3 separate regions of the Zea mays genome follow, and all the other regions are linked to region 1. A link is a contact called in public Hi-C data. All regions are on one chromosome and are shown on one strand. Each heading gives the region's core, a stretch centred on a gene start, on an enhancer-like site or on the middle of the called end of the contact. The rest is flanking DNA. Distances are from core to core; before and after follow the strand shown. Region 1 holds the start of LOC100273107. Region 2 holds the start of LOC541641 (histidine kinase 2). Region 3 holds the start of LOC100279329.

Region 1 (3,488 bases), core at 612-3,111:
GGTACTACCTAGTAGAAAATGCGCATCTGAACGGCAGGCAGCGCCAGCGATATACACCTCATTCAATTCATCAGCAGGTGAAAAAGAGGCAAAAAGAAAGAGAAAACAGCCGAAACGCCTTCCCCTCCCTGCGCCGCTTTCCGCTACGCCCGGTCCACGCAGCGGAGCCGTGGGCCTGTAGGGGACTCGGTGCTGGTACGTCATGTCAGCCGCCGAGCCGTTTCCTCGCTCACTGCTGGTGCTGCTGCGCCTCGACGCCGCCGCCAACGGCAACGCCGGCGAGGAGCCACCGGTCCATGGGCACGCACTGCGCCTTGTGCGCGCGCTTCCAGTCCAGCGCCTGGCACGCGCGGGAGCAGTAGTTGGCCGCGCCGCACACGGAGCACCGCCGGAACTCGTGCCGCCGCGTCTCGCGCCGCCCGCACCGCACGTGGGAGCAAAGACGGAGCTCCGCGCCGTCTCCGTCGCCGTCCACGCCGCTGCCGTCGCCGTCCTTCTTCCCGCCCGCCTGGGCGGCGCAGCGGGAGGCCCACCAGTCCACCATGAACTGGTTCGCCGCGTGGGGCTCCGCCTCGGGGAGGCTCCACCCGAAGTCGGACAGGAGGGGGCACCCCCCGCCGCCGCCGACGACGCCGGCGGCCGCGGCGAAGGGCAGCGCGGCGACGGCGTGGCGCGAGGCGGCCGCGGAGAGCGCGAGCGTGAGCTCGCGGGCGTTCGCCGCGACCAGCAGGCGCCGGCCCTCGGCGGGGTCCCGCCGCACGCCGTAGCCGTCCTGGAGGCAGTGCCCGAGCTCGCGGAGCGCGTCGACGTGGCCCAGCGAGGCCGCGCGCGCGCACAGGGCAGCCCCCGCGCGCAGGTCGCGGTCCGACTTGGCCCCGCCGCTGCCGTTGAACTGGATGACCGCCAGCGAGTAGAGCGCCGCCGCGTGCCCGCCGACGGCCGCCCTCGCCAGCAGCGCCGCGCCGCCGCTGCGGCTGCCCAGGCAGTAGAAGCGGATCTGCAGAAGCGAGCGTCCCAGGTCAGCGCCCATATCCACCATGACCATGCCATGCGCGCTTGAGTCGAGAGGAAGCAACGGAATCGACCCGATCAAGTCTACTTGCAACTCGTTAGGGTTTGGGTCGCGTGGCGTACCATGCCCAGGTTGTAGCAGGCCTCGAGGTTGCCGGCGTCGGCGCAGCGCTTGAGGAACCTCTGCGCCGGCTCGGACCACGCCGCCGCCTTGACCGCCAGCGACGCCGGCGAGGCCTTGGCGAACACCATGTCATGGCTGCCGAGCTCGTTCAGCCTCTTGCACCTGCAAACGCGAAAGACGTCAGCGCACGATCCTTGGCCTCTCCCTCCAGCTTATGTTTCCGAAAACAGCACAACTGCCGTCGCTCCCCCCCACGCATTTCGATTACTCCATAGCGCGAGGGAGACGGTGCGCTCGCCGTGCGAGGAAACACGAGGAGTTGATGACAAAACGCAAAGGATGCTCGGGCAGGCAGGCAGACGTACGTGAGGTGGACCGAGAGCAGGTCGGACGGCGCCGAGGAGGCGGCGGCGAGCTTGGACAGGATGGAGAGGACAAGGTCATCGGGAAGCGCGTCCAGGTAGTCCGGCTCGCCGGCAGGCCGCTTCCTGCGCCCGCCGCAGTCGCACTCTCCGGCGACGGCCGACGGCGACCTCTTCCTCTTCTGACCCACCAAGGCAACCACCTCGCCGCCGTTGGAATACCGGGACCCGCTCCTCGTCCTCATCTCTCTGTACCTCCGCAGGAGTCGTCGCTGCCGGGGGGAAAGCGGGACGGGGCGAGCGGTGGGAGAAAAAAGGTTAAACGACCGCGCGCGCGGGCGGGCGAGACGACAGGGAGAAGTGCGGAGCGGTGTGCTTGTGTGCTAGAAGGGCGAGCAAGGCAGAGGGCTTTTATATAGGAAAGGAGCTAGGAGGCGAAGGAGGAGCGTCTCCGCCGTACCGTGGGCCGTGGAGGGGTCCAGGCTGTCATTGGAGGTAGCTAGCTTCAGTTTTTACTGCTTTCAATGCCCTTCCAAATGTGCCAGTAGTATTCGCAGGGGCGGAGCTGACCGCATGAGTGCTGCGAATGCGCGCCCACGCAGACTGCTCACCTCTTCAATGAAAAGCATCAATGCTCGCCAGTAGTACCAGTGCTTTATTTACCGCCTGCTTTTTCTGAGGGAAAAGCCTGGGAAAAACAAGGACACTGCAATGGGGGGGAGTTTCCTCTCCTTTTTCATACTTGCGTTTGCCGTTTGGGTAGTATTAATAAATTACTTACTTAAATATGTGATTATTATATTGGTTTTGCTTATCTAACAAGATTTGGAACTGTTTAACTCCTTACAGACAAGAAGGATTAATAGAGTTTTGTGTTTTTTTGGATTAATAGAGTTTTATTTTTATTTATTTTGGTTTGTTTTATTTGAGACGTCCGGGGATAGTACAGTCAGAATGTGGTATTAATACACCCGTACTGAGTACTACACCTTGTAGTCATGTTTTCTTTAACAACCATGGAGTCCTGTTGTTTGCTTTTATTTTCATACTATATGACTTGCGGATTAAAACTTACAGTACTACAACGAAATTTCTCTGCCCTCGTTTCAGTTTCTCATTGCAATGTAACGGTGGCTTTTGCAAGCTGGAAAAGTATGTATAAAGAACTTTTAATATGTTAACACAAAAAGATTGTAACAATCCAACCATTAACCCCCTCCTTAGCCCGTAGTATATCGCAAAATTGTATGTGAACAAACTGCCAATCTGAAACGGCTAGAATTTTTTTGTCGACTTGCTCATGAAGGGGTTGCTTATACCGTAGTTATTATAACAGCGCTTCGGTATAGGTAGAAAGGCTGCTTACGGGATGCGTCAGTGTCCCTATGCTGGGTAATGTTGGGATTCCTTCGCTGCGGATATCGAGGTTAGAGCCCTGCTCGGGCGAGGCAGAAGTCTTTCCGAGGCGATGGTCGATCCTTCCCTGACGTGTATCATAGTTGGCGGGGTGGCCGCCTGCGGGATTCGCGGTGGAGCAGGTAACCGAGGCTGAGCTCGGGACGAGGCGGAGACAGCACCCGAGGACGAGATCAGCATCGGGCGAGACAGATATTACGCCCAAGGGCGAACCCAGCGTCGGGCGAGGCGGATATTTGCGCCCGAGGGCTGGTCTACTATCTCTGTCGTTATCAGATGTCCCATCAGGGTATGGCAGATGGCGTGTGTGTACAGTGACACGACTGTAATCATGCTATTGCGCCTAGACGCGTCTGTTGTCTTGTTACCACTGTGCTCATGTACATCGACTTAGGGTAGGTGTGCGCATTAAATGCGAGTGTCCCCCGCTGCCTTCGGGTGTGCCTTGTCCTCTCTGCTTGATACTGGCTCAGACGAGATGGACGGAGCGATGGTAGGACAAGGTAGCTTCGAGCATAAGCTGTGATAGGCTCGGGCGAGACGGAGATTTGCCTCAGGCGTAAAACCCTCAGGGA
Region 2 (3,488 bases), core at 280-2,779, 920 kb after region 1:
TAGGCGTCCTGCGCGAAGATTACGGGAGCATACTCCTCCGCCGGCTCCCGCACCTCGGCGTCCTCGGCGTTCCCGGGTCCCTGCGACTGATTCTTGGTCTTGGAGGAGTACATCTTCTTGATGCTCCATCCCTGCTGGCGCTCAAACTGCTCCCGCTCGGCGTGCGTGACCCGCACCCCGTACGCGACCCCGCTCGTCAGCGGCCGCTCGAACGCCGTCCTCTCCGCATACCTCGCGAACGTTTTCTGCAGCAACGGTCAGATGGATTTCGTCACGCCCGGGAGAAGAAATCTTGCTTAGCCTTAGATTGAGGTGAAGGAACACTCCCTAGGATAGCAGCACAGCAGGGTACCTACCTGGTCGATGGCGGAGGGTGTCTTGGAGTGGTGGAAGGTGGAGACGAGGATGGCGAGCGCCTGGAGGTGGTTCATGCTGACGTTAAATTGGTCCTGGAGCATGCGCGCGCGCTCGTCGCACATGCTGGCGAGAGACTCCCGGCGCTTGCCGACGGCCTGGTAGCTCATGCAAAGGTAGATGAGGGAGGCGACGAGGACCCAAGAGCTGACCCAGAGCGGGATGAGCCAGCTGGAGCTGTCCCGCACCTTGCGCATCCGGTAGTTAGTGAAGAGGTGCGTCCGCAGCGTCCTGGCCGACAGCTTCTCCGGCAGGCGGAGCGGCGGCAGGAGGACGCGCATCCGATCGAGGCTCAGGAAGCCGAGCCCGGGAGCGCCGCCCTTCTCCCCCATCCCGGCTCCACCGCTCCTCCCGCGCGCCGTAACGGTCATTCCCCTTTCCCTTTCCTCGCGGGTCGGGGAGCTAGCGCTACATCTCCTTCCGGACGCCGGCGGCGGCGCGGCGGCTGATGCTGCTTCTCCGGCGGCCGAGGCCCGCGGCGCGCATGCTCCGGCGGGCGTCCGCGTGATCGACGGACCGATCGGGGGAGACACGGGGCGGGTGCGACGACAGGGGGCGGAAGGGGCCGGAACGCGGGGAGCTAATTTATGGAGGCCGCCGTGCTGTAGCAGCCGCCCACCCGCCCACTGTTGGCTCCAATTGAATGCCCCCGAGGGAGCAGGCACGTCCGCAAGGGGCAGGCTTTCTTTCCTCCACCCCCGCCCCTCTCTCTTTCTCCCTCTCTTCCCCCTTCCTCTTGATTTCTCGCCGCACAGGCTTGATTTCTCCAGGAAGGAAGCAGCGGCAAATCTTGGGAGCCGCTGGTTTGACCAGACACCAGAGGACGGGAGGGGAGCAGGGCGGCTGAGGAGAGAGGATACGAATACGAAACGACTAGCGAGTAGAAGCACGGGACGGACGGGAATAGCAACAGCAACAGCGAGCGGACAGAGGATGGTATTGGTGCCGGCGGGAGACGAGGAGATTGGGGGAGAAAAGCGACCAAGCAGGTGAGGTGCGACGAGACGAGAGGGTGGAGGGGAGGAGACTGGGGAGAAAAGCGACCAAGCTGCAGGCGGGGTGAGACGAGAGGGTGAAGTGGGGGCAGAACAGAGCAGAGCAGAGCAGCACTGCAGCTGCTGCGGTAGGGGCGCTCTCTCGGCTGGTCGAGGGGAGAAGAGGGATTGGGGCACGGAGGAAGAAGGGAAAGGAGAGGTGGCACCAGTCACAACAGTAGGAGAGGCCAGCAAGCCGTTTGTCATCGTCGATAGGGAGTTTTCGTATCTCTATTTTACGGTGGCAGGTGTAAATTTGCTACAGATAGTATTAACTGCTCTATGCTCTATAATTTTACTGTTTCGCTGATGTGTCACGCCAAATGAATACACCACATAGATCCTATTTCGAATGGAGGGATATGTAAAAAATCAGCTTTACCTTCAATCATATCTCTTTGCTAATCATTGCCAGTGGGGCAATAATGACAAAGTTGTAGACCGGTTACTATTTACCATAGCAAATTTTAGTTCTCATAATAAAACTACCAGACATAGACAAGTTGTTGGATTAGCTTTAATCTAAAACGGTTTTTACTGTATTTTATATTTGTGTATTACACCTGCAGCGGTATGAATATCTAGCTTTAATCCGAAGCGAAGAGACTGAGAAATGATGTCTATATCAATATCAAATAGTTAAATATTTCACATGCAGGTGGCAATCTCATCTTCCCCGGACCTACTCTTCTATGGGCCTTCCCCTTATTAGATTATCTTCAGTAGTCTCCTTACAACATTCCGTGTTTCATATTTGATACTGTAAACAGTACATACTATAGTAAAAATTGTGTTTTACACGTCCATATACACACTTAGCTGTAGATAGCTTTATGGTTAGAGCAAGGTTAATAATATAGCTTATAATAGGGGTTATAATGTTGTCATGTCATGTACTATTAGCTAAAAGTCTAGTCAATAAGTTATATGTTTAATACTTGGTTCATCTCTTACTCTCACAAATTATGTTGAAGACTGTGTTTAGCCCGCTTTCAGCTGGCTATTATGATCAGCATGTTCTCTTTCTCTCTTTATTTCTTTTTCTTCCGCATCACCATAAATCTGACATGAGATATCTTACTCCGTCTACATCACCTTATTATACTTGATCTTATGAGCTGATCCTCTCGTCATGTCGTGCACCCCTCACTAACTTGTACTTAATCACCTTCATCACTCCATAGGCCTCGGAGCAAAGGAATAAAAACACATCATTCGATATTCGAAAGAATAACTACACCACAAAATCTCATAAAAAGCCACTAAGAGACTCGGTGCCAGCTTGGGACCCCTAGTGCCTTGAGACGTCCTAGGACAAAACAATCTAAGTCCTTAAGGACCATCGTGCTCGAGTCTCTAATCAGCAAATCAACTCCCTAGGATCCCTCATGCTCCGAGATGCTCATGAGTTTAAGTCCCTAGGGCCCTCGTGTCGTAGGACGTTATGAAGGATACGAGTGCTTAGGGCAGTCTGTCCCCTAGAGCACTTAACATCACTTAGAGGTTCGAGGCCCTCTACTGGCCCTCGAATTCCTATAGTCCCAACCTCTCATTATGAGAGTGGTCGGACCCTGAATTCTATGGTTTGAAGCCCCCGTGGTATACAACTAAGTGTAATCCTGTCAAAAGACTGAAGGATGTGTTTGATTTCACTAGATTCACTTGGATATTCTTTCTTCATGATAAATCAAGTGTATATGAAACCTTCGAGTATTTTGTTAAAAGAGCTCAAAATGAACTTCAGAATAACATAAATAAAGTTAGAAGTGATAATGGTATAGGGTTAAAAATGCAAGAGTTGACAAATATTGTGATGACAAGGATATCAAACTTGAATTTTTAACCGAATATACTTTGGAGCAGAATGGTATAATTGAAAGGAAGAATAAGATTATTATTGATATGGTAAGATATACGCTCTCAGAATACAATGTTTGGATTCATTTTGGGCGAAGTTATCAATATTGTGTAACACCTCTAGACTATCCCTTAGAGTCAATTTGATTTTTTGGCAAGAACCATTAGAGGAGAGATAGTTAT
Region 3 (3,488 bases), core at 640-3,139, 830 kb after region 1:
TGCTGCCTTACTATTCTAGAGTCAACCATTTGTAAGCTGGACACAGTAAACGTGCATACGAACCATGTCTCACAAAATGTTCTGTTTGTATATCCTGAAGCTTGAAAGGAACACCGTTCATCAGAATGGAACTCGTCAGTCATCTCAGAAAAAAAAAGAGATTATTGCTCACTATGAATCATTTTTTACGAAATTGGTAAATGCAGCTATGTATTCCTCGCATGTTAGTCTGAAGTTCTCTATTATGATGAAATGCAGATGTTGGCAAAAGAAAACAATGGTGGTGCCGGTGCAAGTACAAGCAGCCAGATGTTGCTTTACTCGGCAGAGCGTGCAACCGACAAATGAAACGGGGCGTGCATCTGTTGCTAACGGGGCGGTGCCGGTGCCGCATACTATTGTTGTGTAGCTGAGGTTTGTCAAGGTGGCTGCTGGCAAGGTTAGCCGAGGAAGTGGAGTTCAATAACAGGATGCGGAAACTGTGCCGCTCCTTGCCGAACTTAAGCCCCGTTACGTTGTCGCACAAAGTTTATTTCCTAGCACTGTGCTTGCTGCTTATGTTTGTTTGGATGTGCCAACCTGCAGTGACCCTCGTGGAGCCTGGGTCTCACGCTCCTCTTACCTAGTGTGATGTGCAGAAAAAGTGTGATGCTGTAAAATTATGTGATTGCCTAGCAGATGTCAAATTTTCAATCAGTAGCTAACTCCTTTTAATGGTACAGGCTTGCATGATTTCATCTGCAAAAAAGAGAGGGCGGGTTGGGTGTCAAATCTAGCCGGATGTTTTCGCAAGTTTGTGATAAAAATTGTGCTGTACACTTGTGTTTATGCAGTTGCCCTAGGCGTCAGTGGGCTGAAAGGTAATATCTGTGAATTATATACTGTGTGCTGAAAGCAGTTGTCATAATAATGATACGAAAACAAAATCTTATGTCGTTAACCTATATAATTTTTTTTAAAAAAAATTGCCGATCAAATCGAAATATTTGATATAATAAAACATAATACTACTAGATGGAGGAAAGTTAGACTGACCGAGTATGGAGGAAGTATCTAAGGGGGTGTTTGGTTTCTAGGGACTAATGTTTAGTCCCTTCATTTTGTTCCATTTTAGTATATAAATTGACAAATATAGAAACTACAATAGAGTTTTAGTTTCTATATTTGATAATTTTGTAACTAAAGTGGAATAAAATGTAGGGACTAAAAATTAGTCCCTACAAACCAAACACCCTTTAAGAATGCGTGGCGGAAGTAACAGAAGAATGAAGGAGCGACGACCTAGCCATCCATCCGCCGCCGGCGACGGCGTACCTGGTCGAACTGGCGTGGTCGAGACGGAGAGAGGACCCCAAGCCGCCCGCTCTCGTAGCATTTGCATTGCACGCGAGCTGAGGCATTGTCTCCCGGCGGCCGGCGCCAGGTGTTCGGCCTTCTGGTGCACGGCCACCAGCGCTCGCCGCCCGGCAGCGGTATATATACTGCCCGGCGGCGTCCCCGGCCCCTCACCTCAGGGAAGCGGCGCGGCGCGGTGGTCAGTCCCGTGTCCCGTCCCGCGGGCGACACATCACCACCGCCATGCGTCTAAACAGTCGTGTCGACGCGGGATTGCGCGGGTCGGCCGCCCGACGGGTGGCGTGGGCCGCGTCGACACGGTTGGATTTCGATCGGAGGCCCGGAGCTGCTCTCTCTGCAGTCTGCTATGGTCCCCACATCCGCATCGCACGCCTCGCGGCATTATCCAGCCCCAGCCGTCAGCCACTCAGCCGCCTCTCGTCGACACGAATGCGCAAAGCAAACACCACGCGGGCCAGGCCAGGCGCGCACGCACGGGACGGGGGCATCCGAACACCACCACCCAGCACCCACCAGCTCGGCGAAAAAAAAGAAGGAAAATTTTAGATACCCTGCCGCACGCCGCGACCTTCGGCCCCGTCTCCGGTCTCCGCCTTCCCCCACCTATTGGGGAGCGCTCCTGATTCGCGGGAGCCAGCGGGCGAGACAAAGAGAATCCCCCGCTCCTGCGCCGCCGCGGATCAGCGCCGTCGCCGATCGGAGGCTCTCGCTTCCCCCGGCGGGCGGCGCGCGCCGGGAGATGGACGGCGGCGCGGGCGCGGGCGCCGGCCGGAGGAACGTCTCATCGTCCTCCGGATCCAGGAGGAGGGTCCTGCCCGCCGAGAACGGGCACGGCCATGACGCCCCGCCGCCCTCCAGGCGGTCCTCCGTCTCCCTCTCCCGCGGCCACTCCACGTACGTGATCCGCCGCACCCGCCTTGCTCTGCCCTTGTTATGCGTAGCGTAGACCGTGCTCCGTACCTACCGTCTCTGTGGCATGGACGCATGGTGTCTTCGGATCAAGGCTTCAAGCGTCGCGTCGCGTGTCAACCTGGAGTAGCTTCCGTGTGCCTCGCTTTGTTTGTAGCTGGGAGCTTCCATAGCCTAGATTTGACACCTCCCCCGGTTTGTGGAATCGATGGATGTTACGCACTTTTTAGTCTAACAATACCAAGTACGGGCCGTTTTTCAGTTACAACAGACAAGTGCTGAATCCCATTCAACTCTTACAACCATGCCGTACCACATACGCATGACTCCGGCTGTGGAATTTCGCGTGTAACGTAAACCACACACGTTTCACTAACACAAGCAAGATTGCAACACGACATTGATTGCTGTCAAGCCATGATTATATTGCCATGCCTGCTCTATCAAATGGACAAGACCAAAATCTTCACAGCTGAAAAAAAACGTACCTCGTGTGATTCTTTCCAGGTCACTGACCGGCGAGAGGACCGTGAAAAGGCTGAGGCTGTCCAAGGCGCTGACGATACCGGATCACACAACCGTGCACGAGGCTTGTCGGAGGATGGCGTCACGCAGGGTTGACGCCGTGCTGCTGACTGACTCCAACGCTTTGCTCTGTGGGATCCTCACCGACAAGGTGAGGGGATGTTCCTTCGCTTTTTTTTTCGTGTCAGTGCCGCCTTAGATGTTCCCATTTCTCACTGTATGCTGTATTTTGGGAACGCTGGTCAGGACATAACCACAAGGGTGATTGCTCGTGAGTTGAAGATGGAAGAGACACCGGTCTCCAAGGTCATGACCCGAAACCCTGTATTTGTTCTCGCGGACACGCTTGCAGTCGAGGCGTTGCAAAAGATGGTGCAAGGTCTGTGAATGCTCCCACGGTTTCTGTGCGCCTCACCTATATTCATCTTTTAATGTTCCCTGATGAAACGTATCCTTCGGTTCCAGGTAAGTTCAGGCATCTGCCTGTCGTGGAGAATGGCGAGGTCATTGCAATTCTGGACATAGCCAAGTGCCTATATGATGCTATTGCACGGATGGAAAGGGCGGCGGAGAAAGGAAAAGCAATTGCCGCTGCCGTCGAGGGCGTTGAAAAGCATTGGGGAGCAGCTGTGCCTGGTCTGTACTTGACATATTCCCTACCTCTTCTCATCTTTATTCTACATTTGGAAATGAAATTA

The links. A called contact is a pair of places that touch in the nucleus more often than the background predicts.
Region 2: a Hi-C map of tassel shows a contact between it and region 1, with 1.8 times the contacts expected there. The contact joins the promoter of LOC541641 here to the promoter of LOC100273107 in region 1. A contact is called at or near these places in 4 of 25 Hi-C or Micro-C datasets (bundle sheath, ear, endosperm and 1 more).
Region 3: a Hi-C map of bundle sheath shows a contact between it and region 1, with 2.4 times the contacts expected there. The contact joins the promoter of LOC100279329 here to the promoter of LOC100273107 in region 1. A contact is called at or near these places in 2 of 25 Hi-C or Micro-C datasets (bundle sheath and leaf mesophyll).

Annotation. Positions count from the first base shown.
Region 1 is chr3:162,002,015-162,005,502 of Zm-B73-REFERENCE-NAM-5.0, reverse strand. LOC100273107 reads right to left here and starts at 1,861. Exons shown (of 3, transcript NM_001360214.1): 1 at 1,501-1,861; 2 at 1,135-1,297; 3 at 1-997. The coding sequence starts at 1,742. The coding sequence ends at 230.
Region 2 is chr3:161,080,031-161,083,518 of Zm-B73-REFERENCE-NAM-5.0, reverse strand. LOC541641 (histidine kinase 2) reads right to left here and starts at 1,529. Exons shown (of 12, transcript NR_158574.1): 1 at 357-1,529; 2 at 1-245.
Region 3 is chr3:161,169,377-161,172,864 of Zm-B73-REFERENCE-NAM-5.0, reverse strand. LOC100279329 reads left to right here and starts at 1,889. Exons shown (of 14, transcript NR_176412.1): 1 at 1,889-2,250; 2 at 2,773-2,941; 3 at 3,037-3,169; 4 at 3,256-3,426. LOC100272251 reads left to right here. Exons shown (of 5, transcript NM_001146746.1): 5 at 259-876. The coding sequence ends at 348.